2 separate regions of the Sus scrofa genome follow, and region 1 is linked to region 2. The links are chromatin contacts, called in public promoter capture Hi-C maps. All regions are on one chromosome and are shown on one strand. Each heading gives the region's core, a stretch centred on a gene start, on an enhancer-like site or on the middle of the called end of the contact. The rest is flanking DNA. Distances are from core to core; before and after follow the strand shown.

Region 1 (6,463 bases), core at 105-2,604, 590 kb before region 2:
TTGGTTTCGGGGCTGACAGGCCTGGCCCCTCCAGTCAGGGTGACTATCTGGCTTGAGGGTGCGGATGTCACAGCCTCCTTACTTGGATGTGGCAGGAATCTCTGTGAGGTGGCCCTTCTGCCTGGACCATTTGAAACATTGCCTGAGAACTTGTTAGAGGCAAATTCTCCCCTGCTCTACTTCCCACATCAGAAACTTTGATCGAAACACAGCAGTCCCCATATACTCTCAGACTCCAATCTCCAAGGCTCTGTAGTGAGAGCAGGTGTTACCATCTCTCCTGCCCCTGGGGTGCACAGCCACATTAAAACCTTATTCTACTTCCTCCTCTCTGACTCTTGATGTTTTTCTTCTGCCCAGGGGACACTCGGAGGCACCAATTATCATGGGGTTTTGTTTTGTTTTTGTTTTTGTTTTGTTTTTTGTTTTTGTAGGGATGCACCTGTGGCATATGGAAGTTCCCAGGCTAGGGGTCAAATTGGAACTACAGCTGCCAGCCTACACCACAGCCACAGCAACGCCAGATCCCAGCCTCGTCCACGACCTAGTCAGGTTCGTTAACCGCCAGCCATGAAGGGAACTCCAGAGGCACTAATTATCTTAATAGATTTCGTTTTAAGCAGGGAAGTACTGTTAAACTGGAAGAGGGGGCGGGGGTTGGGGAAGCACAGGTCTTACCTGCTGTAAAACGTTTTTGCTGATGAAGAAGAGCTTCGGGCTTCAGGTTAGGTGATTGTCCTGAAACGGACAGGAATAAAGACTACATCAAAAACCTCATTTTTAGACTCTAAAATGATGTACTTAGCTGAGGTGGGGGTGGGGGCTTGAGGAAATTAGACAAGGATAGAGAACTGAGAGGGAAAACACCCACCATCACCACCATCCTGCCACTTCTCTGCCCTGGTGACAGTCAAGAAGCTACAAGAGATGTCCAGACAGAGGCGACAGGGGAGGGGCTTACCCTACTTTGGCTCCAACCTCACGACACCTAGTTGGGGTATTCATTTCCATTTCATAGAGGTGGGAGCTCAACAAAGATGCGCTTCTCGGGCGGCCGTTATTTTCAGAGGCGGGTTCATTCCGAGTATTATTTCGGGAACAAACATTTGAGTGCCTACTACATGCGAGGCGTTTTGAACTAGGAAACAAAAGGTACAACGCTCAAAAAAAAGAACACCAAAGAGCTTCCAGAGGTACCTACTGCTGAATTGACTGTAACACTCATCGTCCTCCCTAGTCGCTTTCCCGCGAGGCCACCCTCGGACTCTCATTGGCCTCTTCCCATGACGTCATAGGAGGCGCGACCAGGACCGACCAATCGTGGCCCGCTCTGTGAACTTCGCCTGTTTCTCTCTTCGCGCAGACTTGAAACGCCAATCGTTTCCACTACAAACGGCCCTTTCACTCCTCTCGCCCTAGGATTATCCCCTGGCGAGAACCCGCCCAGCATCCCAGCCGAGCCGGAGAGGCGAGCGTCCCGCGCGGCGCACCCTAGTGACGACATACGCGAGGCCCCGTCCCTTACGCGTCATTTCTGAGACGCTAGCTGGGGGCCTTGTGGGTAGCCGGCCGGGGTCTCCTGGCGACGACGATGGCGGGGGATGTGGGCGGCCGCAGCTGCACGGATTCCGAGCTGCTGCTGCACCCGGAGCTGCTGTCCCAGGAGTTCCTTCTCCTCACCCTGGAGCAGGTGCGGCGCGCGCCGGGGAGGGCGGGCCTGCTCGAGAGGGCGCTGGGACTTGAGCTCGCTCCGAGGCATCCTCGGCGGCGCCGGACACACCCGCTGCTGGGTAGTGTGGCTCTCCGCCCGGCGCCCCTGTCGGGGAAGAGGCGTCCTCAGAACGTCGGGAACTCCGGGGAGTTAAAATTCCCTTTTTGGTCGCTGATGAGTCCGAAGAGGGGTCCAGGCGAACCCCCGCGGCCTGGGTGTAAGCAAGGCCTGCGAAGAGAGGAGCCGGGGAAGGTCTTAGAAGAGTGGGAAGGAAGGGTGGCGGTCCCGGGCCGCCAGGGCTGGAAGGCATCGGAGAAATCGCCCTTTGTCCACTTTCCCCACGTTCAGAGATGAAGAAACTGGGTCCTCGAGAGATGAAGTCACTTCTTTGGGGGTCACACTCTCGGTAGATGGTGCAGCCAGGAAAATCTGGGGCTCCTGGCTCTCATGCAGCTTTTGCTGTTTTTCAGCTGATATGACCTGTGACAGCAGCTGAAAAATAAGACCAAAAGAAGTGATGAGTTTTGTTTAAAGTGGTAGAGAATAACCGAAAGCCTTTTGGAGGTTTTAAGTAGCATGTTTTCTTTGAGTTTCTCGGCTTAGTACTCTCTGATTTCCTCAACCTACCACCGTCCCCCAGTAGGTCATTTTAGGGATGTCAGTTACCTTTCCCACCTGTGGTTCTCAAAAGTTTTTAGGTAGAATCACAATCACCCCAGGTCTTGTGAAAACACAGACTGCTGGGCACCATCCCCAGAGTTTGGGATTCAGTTTGGGGCTGTGGCCTGAAAATTGTCATTTTTAAGAAGTTCTTGCTGGTGGTCCAAAGACCACAGTTTGAGAAGTACTGTCCTGGAGCAGTGCTTCCCAAACTAAGGTGCCTGTGGATTGTCCAAGTCCCATTCCTCTGAGCGAGTCCAGAGTGAAAACTGATGATGAAGAATAGTCCAGTGTAAGGGACAAAGGAAGTAAAGTTTGTGCTTTTATTTTTTTCTTTTCTTCTTTGGCTGTCATTTGGCATATGGAGTTCCCTAGCCGGGGATCAGATCTGAGCCACAGTTATGGGTCATTTAACTCACTGTATCTGGCCGGGGTTGGAACCTGGGTCCTGGCATTGCAGAGACACCACCGTTGGTGCCACAGTGAAAACTCCAAGGTTGTGCTTTTAAATTTTGAAGAACAAGGACTGGGGATGCATTTGTTAGAGGACATAGATTGGATTTATTTTGTTAGTTCTACCAAATAGAAATGTTTCCAAACATTTCTGAACTGCTTTTGAGCCCATGATCTCTTTTCCACCCTCATTTCCTTCCTAAATCCAGACCCTATCCCTAACTGCTCCTGTGCCTTGTGCCGTGTTTTCCATCATGGTGAGAACAAATGGGAAAATGGGGGAGAATGAGCTGATGCAGAGATGGGTGGTGGGGCAGTGACTGGGAGCCACCTGAAAGGCCCGGTGCAAACACCAGGAGCTGCTTGCTCTGATATGCACTGTTGTCAGGGCTGCCATCAGTAAGGAGACTGCAGATTCCATCTGCAAGGCCACGTGAGGTCTGGGTAGTGAACTTCCATTTAAGACGCACCATCAGGGCAATGTGGGGAATAACATACAGGGTGAGACCTCCAGCCTGCTGATGTGATCATGATGGTAACACTCTGGATGTCTTTTTGACAGGATGCAGTCACTGTTACCATGTTTGCTTTCTTTGCTCTCATCTCCACAAGTCCTTCATTTCCAGTTCTCTTCATGGATTAGGATGATGCTGTTGGAATGGTCTTCACGCCTGGTGTGTGGGCTGTGCAGTGTGGACAGCAGTCCTTGTCACATACAACTATTGTCTTAGAGATGAGGCTGAATGGAGTATTTGAGGAGCTTAGGCTCTTTGTAATACTGCTTCTTGCAGTCTCCTTTGGGATCACAGGCACTTGGCTGATCTTGAGGATGGTGTTACACTTGTTATTTTATTTTTTTTGTCTTTTTGCCATTTCTTGGGCTGCTCCTGCGGCATATGGAGATTCCCAGGCTAGGGGTCAAATCGGAGCTGTAGCCGCTGGCCTACACCAGAGCCACAGCAACGCAGGATCTGAGCCGCGTCTGCAACCACAGCTCAGGGCAATGCCAGATCCTTAACCCACTGAGCAAGGCCAGGGATCGAACCCACAGCCTCATGGTTCCTAGTTGGATTCTTTAACCACTGAGCCACGACGGGAACTCCTACACTTGTTATTTAAACAGTCATGTTGTACCCTGTTAGGTAGATAGTTGATGAGTTATGGAAATGGAGAACCTTGTTTTGAAATTACTTTTGTTTCCTTTTCCACAGAAGAACATAGCTGTTGAAAATGACCTGAGAATAAACAAAGACAGTCTTACTGATCTTTATGTTCAGCACGCAATACCACTGCCTCAGAGAGATTTGCCAAAGAATAGATGGGGGAAAATGATGGAAAAGAAAAGAGAACAGCACGAGATAAGAAATGAGACAAAAAGGTACTTTTCAGTTGTTCTGGTTATCGTCTTGTCTTAGATGACTGAACAGTTTTGCTTTTCTTTTTTTCCCCAGGTAAACTTAGGTACAAAGTATTTACTCAACAACTGTTCATTGAGCACCAGGCTCTGGGCTGTAGCATGAATAAATCTGACAGAATTCCTTGCTTGTATTTTAGGTGGGAGAAACATAATTAAAAAGCAAAGTAAAATATACAGTGTGCTACACTGGGATAAATGCTAAGGAGAAAAATAAAACAGAGTGGCCAGGATAAACCTAGGTGAGAAATGACATTTCAGTAAAGGAACCTGTAGAAAGCTAGCATTCCAGGCAGAACATGAGAGCCTGGCCAGGGCTGTGTCCCCATAATGTGCCCAGAACAGCGCAGAGGCTTTCAGGGCTTTGGGGGGTGGCAGGTGGGAGGATGTGGAAGAGGGAGAGTGTGGGAGACTGTCGGTCACTGTAGGAACCTTGGCCTTGCTCTGAGATGAGAAGCCATTAGGGATTTTGAGCAGAGCAAGGACACCGTCTGATGTATGTTTTAAGAGGTTCATACTGGTACCTGTTCACTTTGGATGCAGCATCATTTTAGCCTCTGGTTACCTATTGCTACAGGCTGTGTTTTAGCACTGGCCTTGATGAATCTGTGGATTGTGCTGTAGATACCTTTAATTTATCTTTGGCGACTCTTATTAATTAATGAAAGTATTCCCTTCTTGATCTGTACGTTCAGGCACATCATCCTAAGCAAAGCACCCAGTGCTGTTACGTCTTCCTTCCTATGACAGTCCCTTTGAGTCCCTCTTTGTCATTTTGGAAAGGATCTCTGACTCTGTTGTAAAAATCATACTTGGACTCCTGAATCAGAGCCTCCAAGCTGGAGGGATCTAGGGCTCATCAGGCCTTGTTGACTTGCTTATGACTGTATCTGAAGGAGCTGTGATGTACCCCAGGTCACACAGTGCCAGGACCAGCTCTAGAACTCTGCTTCCCGTACCTTCCTGTGCTCCTGAGTCTTAGGCTGAGCCCTCCCGAGCTGCTGAGTCCTGCCCTCAGCCGCTCTGCCTCCCTGCTGCAGTGGCAGTGGGTGTGCAGTGGGCTTATTTTTCATCTTCTACCAAGTAATGCTCATTGGCAACCTAAGATTTGGTGAGTTTGGCCAGTCACCTAGGTTCTGGCTGAAATGCAAATTCTGAATCAGTTCAGACTCAAGCCCCAGATTCTGCATTTCTTACAAGCTCCCAATTTCTTATAAGCTACTCATAACCAGCTGCTCAAGCTGTTTTTTTTTTACAGCCACACCCACAGCACATGGAGGTTCCCAGACTAGGGGTCCAATCAAAGCTACAGCTGCTGGCCTACACCACAGCCACAGCAACGCGGGATCCGAGCCTCGTCTGCGACCTACACCACAGCTCACGGCAGCGCCAGATCCTTAATCTACCGTGAGAGGCCAGAGATGGAGCCGGTGTTCTCATGGATCCTAGTCTGGTTTGTTACAGCTGAAATTCAGGAACTCCTCAAATTCTTTTTTTTTTTTTTTAGTTTTTTTTTTTCTTTTCTCACATTCTTTCAACATGTTTAGGTGAAGGGTTTTTTTTCCCATAAACAAACCTGTTGTTTCACTTGAGGTATAATTAATGAATATATGAATGCTTTTTTTTACTTATCTTGCGGCTTAAGAATGGAAAATAAGTTTTCAGAAACTAAATATGAAGATTTGCTAAGTTTAAAACTCAAAATTATACAAATATAAGAAAAAGTTTAGAAAATGCCTTGGCTTTAAAAGACCTCCAGTGAATGGAAAAGAGCCTCCTATCATTGTTTGTGGACTGCCATGATGGTAGTTTGGTACAGTTTTATTTTTTATTTCTTTATTTTTTTTGCTTTTTTAGGGCCACACCCATGGCATACAGAGGTTCCCAGACTAGGGGTCCAGTCGGAGCTACAGCTGCCAACCTATGCCACAGCCAGAGCCACATCAGATCCAAGCCACGTTTGTGACCTATACCACAGCTCACAGCAATGCCAGATCCTTAACTCACTGAGCGAGGCCAGGGAGCAAACCCTCAACCTCATGGTTCCTAGTCGGATTTGTTTCTGCTGTGTCACAACGGGAACTCCTGATAGTTTTATAGTCTCTTATCCTTTCTAAGTAATTATTGATACATGGGCAAGGTAACCCTGTTAGGATGGTGATTTTTAAAAATTAAAAATTTTTTTCTGGAGTTCCCGTCGTGGCTCAGTGATTAATGAACCTGAG
Region 2 (6,069 bases), core at 365-2,864:
GAAAAAGAATGTATATATGTACATGTGGCTGGGTCACCTTGCTGTACAGTAGAAAATGGACAGAACACTGTAAACCAGCTATAATGGAAAAAATAAAAACCATTAAAAAAAAACCCACTGAGCCTGCCACACACCTGGGGGGCGAGCCCCAGCTTCCTGGCCTTCCTAGACTCACATCTTGTTCTCTATAGTTTATTATCTGAGTGATCATCCTTAAATTCACCTGACTTCTCTTGGCCTTAATTTACTCACCTCTCAAATGGGCATAATCACAGTACCTATTTCCTAGGATTGTTAAAATAATGAGACAATGAAACACTCACGCACACATGGAGAAGCCGGCATCACACAGGTACTGTTATGATGGCCCTAAGGATAGTTATCAACTCGAAGTGATCTTTCCCCTGGAGGCTCCGCTCTGACTCAAGCCCTGCACACACTTCACACTAGCCCTTTGGACCTCGCAACTATTTCCACCTAACCCCTCGCAGCTGGGCTGCCCCCACAGCCTAGGTCTTAATTGCACACATTTTCCTCAACAGAAGGCACTTTCTCGAGGCCCCCTCACCTCGGGAATCAGATCTTGATAATTCAACTGTTGAGCAGGTGTTTCGTTTCAGCGTGTATCAGTCTCGTGGCTAAGATTCAAACGAAGCTCACACTTGGTCCAATTTTGGTACTCGTTGAAGTATTAATAGCAGCAGTGAAAATACATTCCCATCGAATAGTTTTTTTTTTTTTAAAGAGATAGCTTTTGCCTCTAAGAAGAGGGTCTACCACCCGACTGAAAAGTGCCCCTCCTGCCCCTAATCCCGAAGCCACCAGGAGCGATGGCACAGAACCGCACACACCAGAGCGGCGCCAGGATTCCCCCACTCCACCCGCGCGCCGGGCCGACCTGCGCCCCGGGATTCTGGGCGTGGGGACTCCCCGCCCCGGTGCATCCCTAGCCCTAGGTAACAAGACCCCGGGTGAAGACACCTGGGCGTGGGGACTCCCGGGCTTCCGGACACCTGGACGCCAAGACCCCAGAGCGCGGACATCCATGAGTGTTCGGCCCCTGGGCACGGGGACCCCGAGCGTCCGGGATCTTGGGCTCCGGGACTCCCAGGCGTCCAGACACCTGGACTCGGCGGCCTCTGGAGGTCCGAATACCTGGACTCGTAGACCCACGGGCGCGGACACCCCCGGGGTCCTGGACCCCTGGGCGCGGCCGGGGGCCGGCGGGGTCCCGCGACACTTGAGTTCCCCAGCAGTTAAACGCTGAGTAATTTTCCTGGGAGCAGGCAGCTCAGGCAGGGGCTCCGCCAGGCGAGAGCATTCCTACCCCTGGACCCGCCCGGCGGCGCGGCACTCTCAGGAACCGTGGACCGCAGCCCGCGTGTGGCTCGGACCGCCGGGCCGAGGGCCGAGTGTCCGCGCCCGCTGTCCGATCGGCGGCCGCGCGCGCGGAGCGGGAAGGAGGGAGCAGGCCGCCGGCGGGAATGAATGGCCCCGCGCGAACTCACAGGCCACGTAGGCTAGCAGCGCGATGCCCAGCAGCAGCTTCATCCTCCTGCGGCTGACGGCGGACGCGAGGCGCAGTAGCGCCTGGCTCAGCATCCCGGGCCGCGCGCTGCGGCCGCTGGGCTCCGTGCGCGGCGGCGGCGGGGGCGGCCCGGAGGCCCCGCCCCACGCCCGCTTCCTGCCGGTCGGGCCCGTGCGCATGCGCTATGCCCGCCCCGCCCGCGCCCGCAGGCGCAGTGCGGTAGCCAGGGACTGGCTGCAGGCGGGCAACGTGTGCGCGTGCGCAGGCCGGAGCGCCGAAGCCGCGGGCCGCGGTGGGCACTACGGGGTACAGCTCTGGGAGAGCTTGTGCTCGGCTTTCCCAGGTCTTTGGCGCTCTTTACCGCCTCCTTCTGAAAGTTGTTCTCCCTGCTTCTTTAGTTAAAGTAGCGGTAGCGACAAAAATTAGTGCCCCAAACACCGCTCAAGTCCAGACCCCGTGCATTTTTCCTGTCCGGTGATCGGCCGGAGCGTCTTTCTACGAAGTGTGGAGTCTATTATTATATTAAAAAGTAACGCTAGTGTAGAATGAGGACAAACCAGGAAGAAAAGGGTGGATCGCGTTGTCTCCGCCTGGAGACGAGCCCGTGCCTCGTTCCAGCTTCCTGCCCAACGTGTGCTTTTGGCCACACTTACGCACTGAGGGTGCACTGATGGCACCTGCGTCCCCTGGGTTGTTTATTCCATAAGCATGTGCTCCCAGCGAGGAGCTGTGTCAACGTACCCATGCAGAAATCACCGTGGGATTGTGGGAAGCTGCCCCCCCGGGGAGAAGCGGTTGCACGTGGATCTGCGTGGTGCCAGTCCCGGGGTAGGGGTGGGGGTATCCAGAGGGAAAACCCCGAGGGTGGGGCTGCGGGCCGAACTGCAGGCTTCAGCTGGTCCCGGCCGCTCCTCTGACCGCTGGGAAAGTTAGGCTTCTTTGCTAAATTTCACAATCGAATACCTTTCTTTAGCTTTGTTATAAACCTCCAAGGAAAATAAATACCACAGCTAGCAATAAGTCAAAGCAGTAATAGGTCACATCATTCAAACTACACAGCACACAAGTCTTGATTCTGTGATTCTAATACAACTTTCCCGTCCGGTCTCCCCACTAACCGCTGAGAGTCATCCAATGGGAAGAAGCTTGTTGAGCCCCGTCCCTGAGGGAAGGGCTGCTCTGGCCGGTGCTGCCCACCCCTGGACTGGCCTCCTTTCAGGACGCCCAGCCTCCCACCCCCACCCTGCAGCATCCAAAGAGGCTGCCAGGGGACATTTGGAGGCAGAGAGACTCCTGGTCCATCTTCCAGAGCATGCCACCTGGGACGCGTTGCTTTTGGTCTTGCAGTTTTTGTTTCTCCATTGTTAACATTTTGAGTTTGGGTTAAATCTGTAATTTTTGCAAGGAACTGTCTGGAGCAGGCAGGGCCCGAGCTTCTCCTTCTATGACGTCATGATTTTTAGATAAAAGTTGAGGAGCAGAGATGTGAGAAAAGATTGTGTTGACACTTGCCCTAAGGCAAAATCAGATGGAAGCTGCAGTGGGATTTCAAGCATGTTGGGTTGTAGGTGAGATTTAGCTGATAGGTGTTTATCAGTTCAAGCAGGCCAGGGATTGTGAAATACACACTACATCTGTACAAAACTCCCTGAACCCAGCAGTCCTACCTGAGCATTTTTTCTGCCAGCATGCACCATTGCCAACTTCTGCCCCTCCGGGATTAACTATATGGAAACACTGTCAGCTGCTGCAGTAGGAGTAGCTGGTGCTGTTTTTATCACCACCGAGGAGGCTGTCGGTGGTCTTAACCAAAGCCAGGATTGGGGAGTAAAAGCAATAGTTAGGTGTGCCCAGCAGAGAAGGCCAAGGGGAGGGAGGTGCCCTGGAGACAAACCCAGCCCCAGCCCTACCCCCACCCCAGGCACATCAGGGAAACCTTGGGCTCAAGCAAATCTCATCCCTGTGCTCCTCCTCTTCCCTCTTCAGCTGCCGACACCCTCTGCCCCAGCAGGTTCCGGGCTCCCATCCCCACCTCCAGCCTTGCCATCAGCTTCTCCATTGTTTCAGTGTCTCTGTTAGCAAGTATGTTTTCAACCGCGGCTAGTTACACTGCAGCATTCTTGACACTTGTGGTGATTGAAAAGGGAACCATGATGTGGCTCCTCTCCTAGAGTGTTAAGAGCCTAAGAAGGGTAGAAAACTACAGTCTATGGAACTTCCACCAAAATCCAGGGACTATTGTGCGTGACACTGTCACGTGTTTATCTCACCAAATTCTCTGACAGCCCCGAGACAGCTTGCTGATGCTGCGTCTTTAATAGACAGGAATCCGAATCTCTGAATGTTTCAGTGTCATACAGCTGAGCATGTGGGGCTGAGGCACCTACCTGTTCCTTCCCCTGGATGCTGTCCTGGAGGAGAGTGAAGGTGTGCAGAGAGGACCATCCTTGGCAATAGAAAGTGATGAGGGCTGGGGGCTGGCTCAGAAGCTCAGAAGCCTAAGGAATTTCAGAGGAGAAATGCATCGGCTCCAGGCAATGTTGTGCCCACTTCTCGGTCAGTCAGGACAGTCTACAGGCACAAAGCTTCCTGTGGGAGTATTTATCCCATGGGGATGCACAATGAAGCTACAGATCAGGGCTTTTGTCTTTTCTTTTTTTTTTTTTTTTCTTTTCTTTTCTTTTTAGGGCTGTACCCACAGCATGTGGAAGTTCCCAAGCTAGGGGTCGAATCAGAGCATTGTGGGATCCAAGCCACGTCTGTGACCTACACCACAGCTCACAGCAATGCCGGATTCTTAACCCACTGAGCAAAGCCAGGAATCGAACCCAAATCCTCATGGATACCAGTCAGCCATGGCTGAGCCATGATGGGAACCCCCAGGTCAGGGCTTTTTTTTGTTTTGTTTTGTTTTTTTTAAACAGCACACCTCGGAGTTCCCATCGTGGCTCAGTGGTTGATGAATCCGACTAGGAACCATGAGGTTGCGGGTTCAATCCCTGGCCTTGCTCAGTGGGTTAAGGATCCGGCATTGCCGTGAGCTGTGGTGTAGGTTGCAGACGCGGCTCAGATCTGGTGTTGCTGTGACTCTGGCTGGCTGGGCCAGCAGCAACAGCTCCAATTCGATCCCTAGCCTGGGAACCTCCTTATGCCGCAGGTGGGGCCCTAGAAAGAAAGAAAGAAAGGCTCAGAGAAGTTTTCCTGACTAGAACTGGGCAGACACCTCTTCCTCTGATAATTCTGAGAAAGAAGAGCTGGGTTCCTGAGCTGCCCCTCCCAGCCATGCAGGCACCCTTGTGAGTCACTGCTGTGTTCCTGCTGGTTGCAGGCTAGAATGTCTGCTCCTGGAGTCCCTTTCTAGAGGGTGTGACTTCCATGGGTCTTGGGGGGAGGAGGGAGGGTGCTTTTGTTTCCTGGGCCTCCACACCTGCTCCAGGATCATCGAGTGTACCAGGCCTTATCTGCACCTTAGGGTGCAGGTGTGTTCAACATCCCAGCAATGAAAATAACTTGAAATTGCATCTCTAGGAGTTCCTCTCATGGCACAGTGGAAACAAGTCCAACTAGGAACCATGAGGTTGCGAGTTCGATCCCTGGCCTCACTCAGTGGATTAAGGATCCGGTGTTGCTGTGAGCTATGGTGTAGGTCGCAGATGCAGCTCAGATCCTGCATTGCTGTGGCTGTGGTGTAGGCCAGCAGCTGTAGCTCCGATTAGACCCCTAGCCTGGGAACCTCCATATGCCACAGGTATGGCCCCAAAAAGCAGAAAAAAAAAAAAAGAAAAGAAAGAAATTTCATCTCTACATTCCCATCCCTGAGTCTTTTTCGAAAAAAAAAGTATATTTTTTAGAACAAGAGGATGGTACAGAGTTCCTACAGAGCCCAATTAATTTCCCTTATTATGAGCATCCTGCATTCCTGTAGGATTTATGCCACTTTGTATCAAGGCTTATGTCAACATGACCTGTGATTCTTGCTATTTTTTGTTTTGTTTTGTTTTGTTTTTAGGGCTGCATGTGCAGCATGTGGAAGTTCCCAGGCTAGGGGTTGAATTGGAGCTGTAGCCTCTGGCCTATACCACAGCCACAACAACGCAGGATCCAAGCCACATCTTCAGCCTACACCACAGCTCATGGCAACGCCAGATCCTTAACCCACTGAGGGAGGCCAGGTATCGAACCTGCATTCTCAGGGATACTAGTCGGGTTCATTAACCACTGGGCCACGATGGGAACACCGACTCATGCTGTTGACCTTCATCCCCTGGCAGAGGTCGTGTCTACCATGTGTTCTCCTTTTCCACTTTCCATTCTGTCCCCTTTGGAAGGAAGTCACAGGGCCCACGCTGTGTAAGGAGCATGGAGTTACGCTCCACATCCCTGAGGGGTAGTGTCCATGTAAGTCACTTATAATGTTTCCTGGAGGCAGATTTATCCCTTTTCCCTGTTTATTTCATTGTTTTGTCCTTTGTTGCTATTGGTATGGCCCCACTCTGAGTTATAATGCAATACCTCTTTGTTAATTGTCTTGCTCGAGTGAT

Evidence for each region. Promoter capture Hi-C pulls out the DNA fragments that hold promoters and counts their contacts.
Region 1: a promoter capture Hi-C map of liver shows a contact between it and region 2, with 5 times the contacts expected there. The contact joins the promoter of C3H2orf49 here to the promoter of UXS1 in region 2. A contact is called at or near these places in 1 of 5 promoter capture datasets (liver), 1 of 47 Hi-C or Micro-C datasets (embryonic fibroblasts) and 2 of 2 datasets of contacts at active chromatin or transcription factors (alveolar macrophages and skeletal muscle).

What each region holds. Positions count from the first base shown.
Region 1 is chr3:49,460,333-49,466,795 of Sscrofa11.1, reverse strand. It overlaps C3H2orf49 (ashwin), which reads left to right and starts at 1,354. Exons shown (of 4, transcript XM_021087119.1): 1 at 1,354-1,690; 2 at 4,036-4,202. The coding sequence starts at 1,592. LOC100625214 (a long non-coding RNA gene) reads right to left here and starts at 3,716. Exons shown (of 3, transcript XR_130489.4): 1 at 962-3,716; 2 at 679-738.
Region 2 is chr3:48,866,592-48,872,660 of Sscrofa11.1, reverse strand. UXS1 (UDP-glucuronate decarboxylase 1) reads right to left here and starts at 1,614. Exons shown (of 15, transcript NM_001244773.1): 1 at 1,509-1,614. The coding sequence starts at 1,602.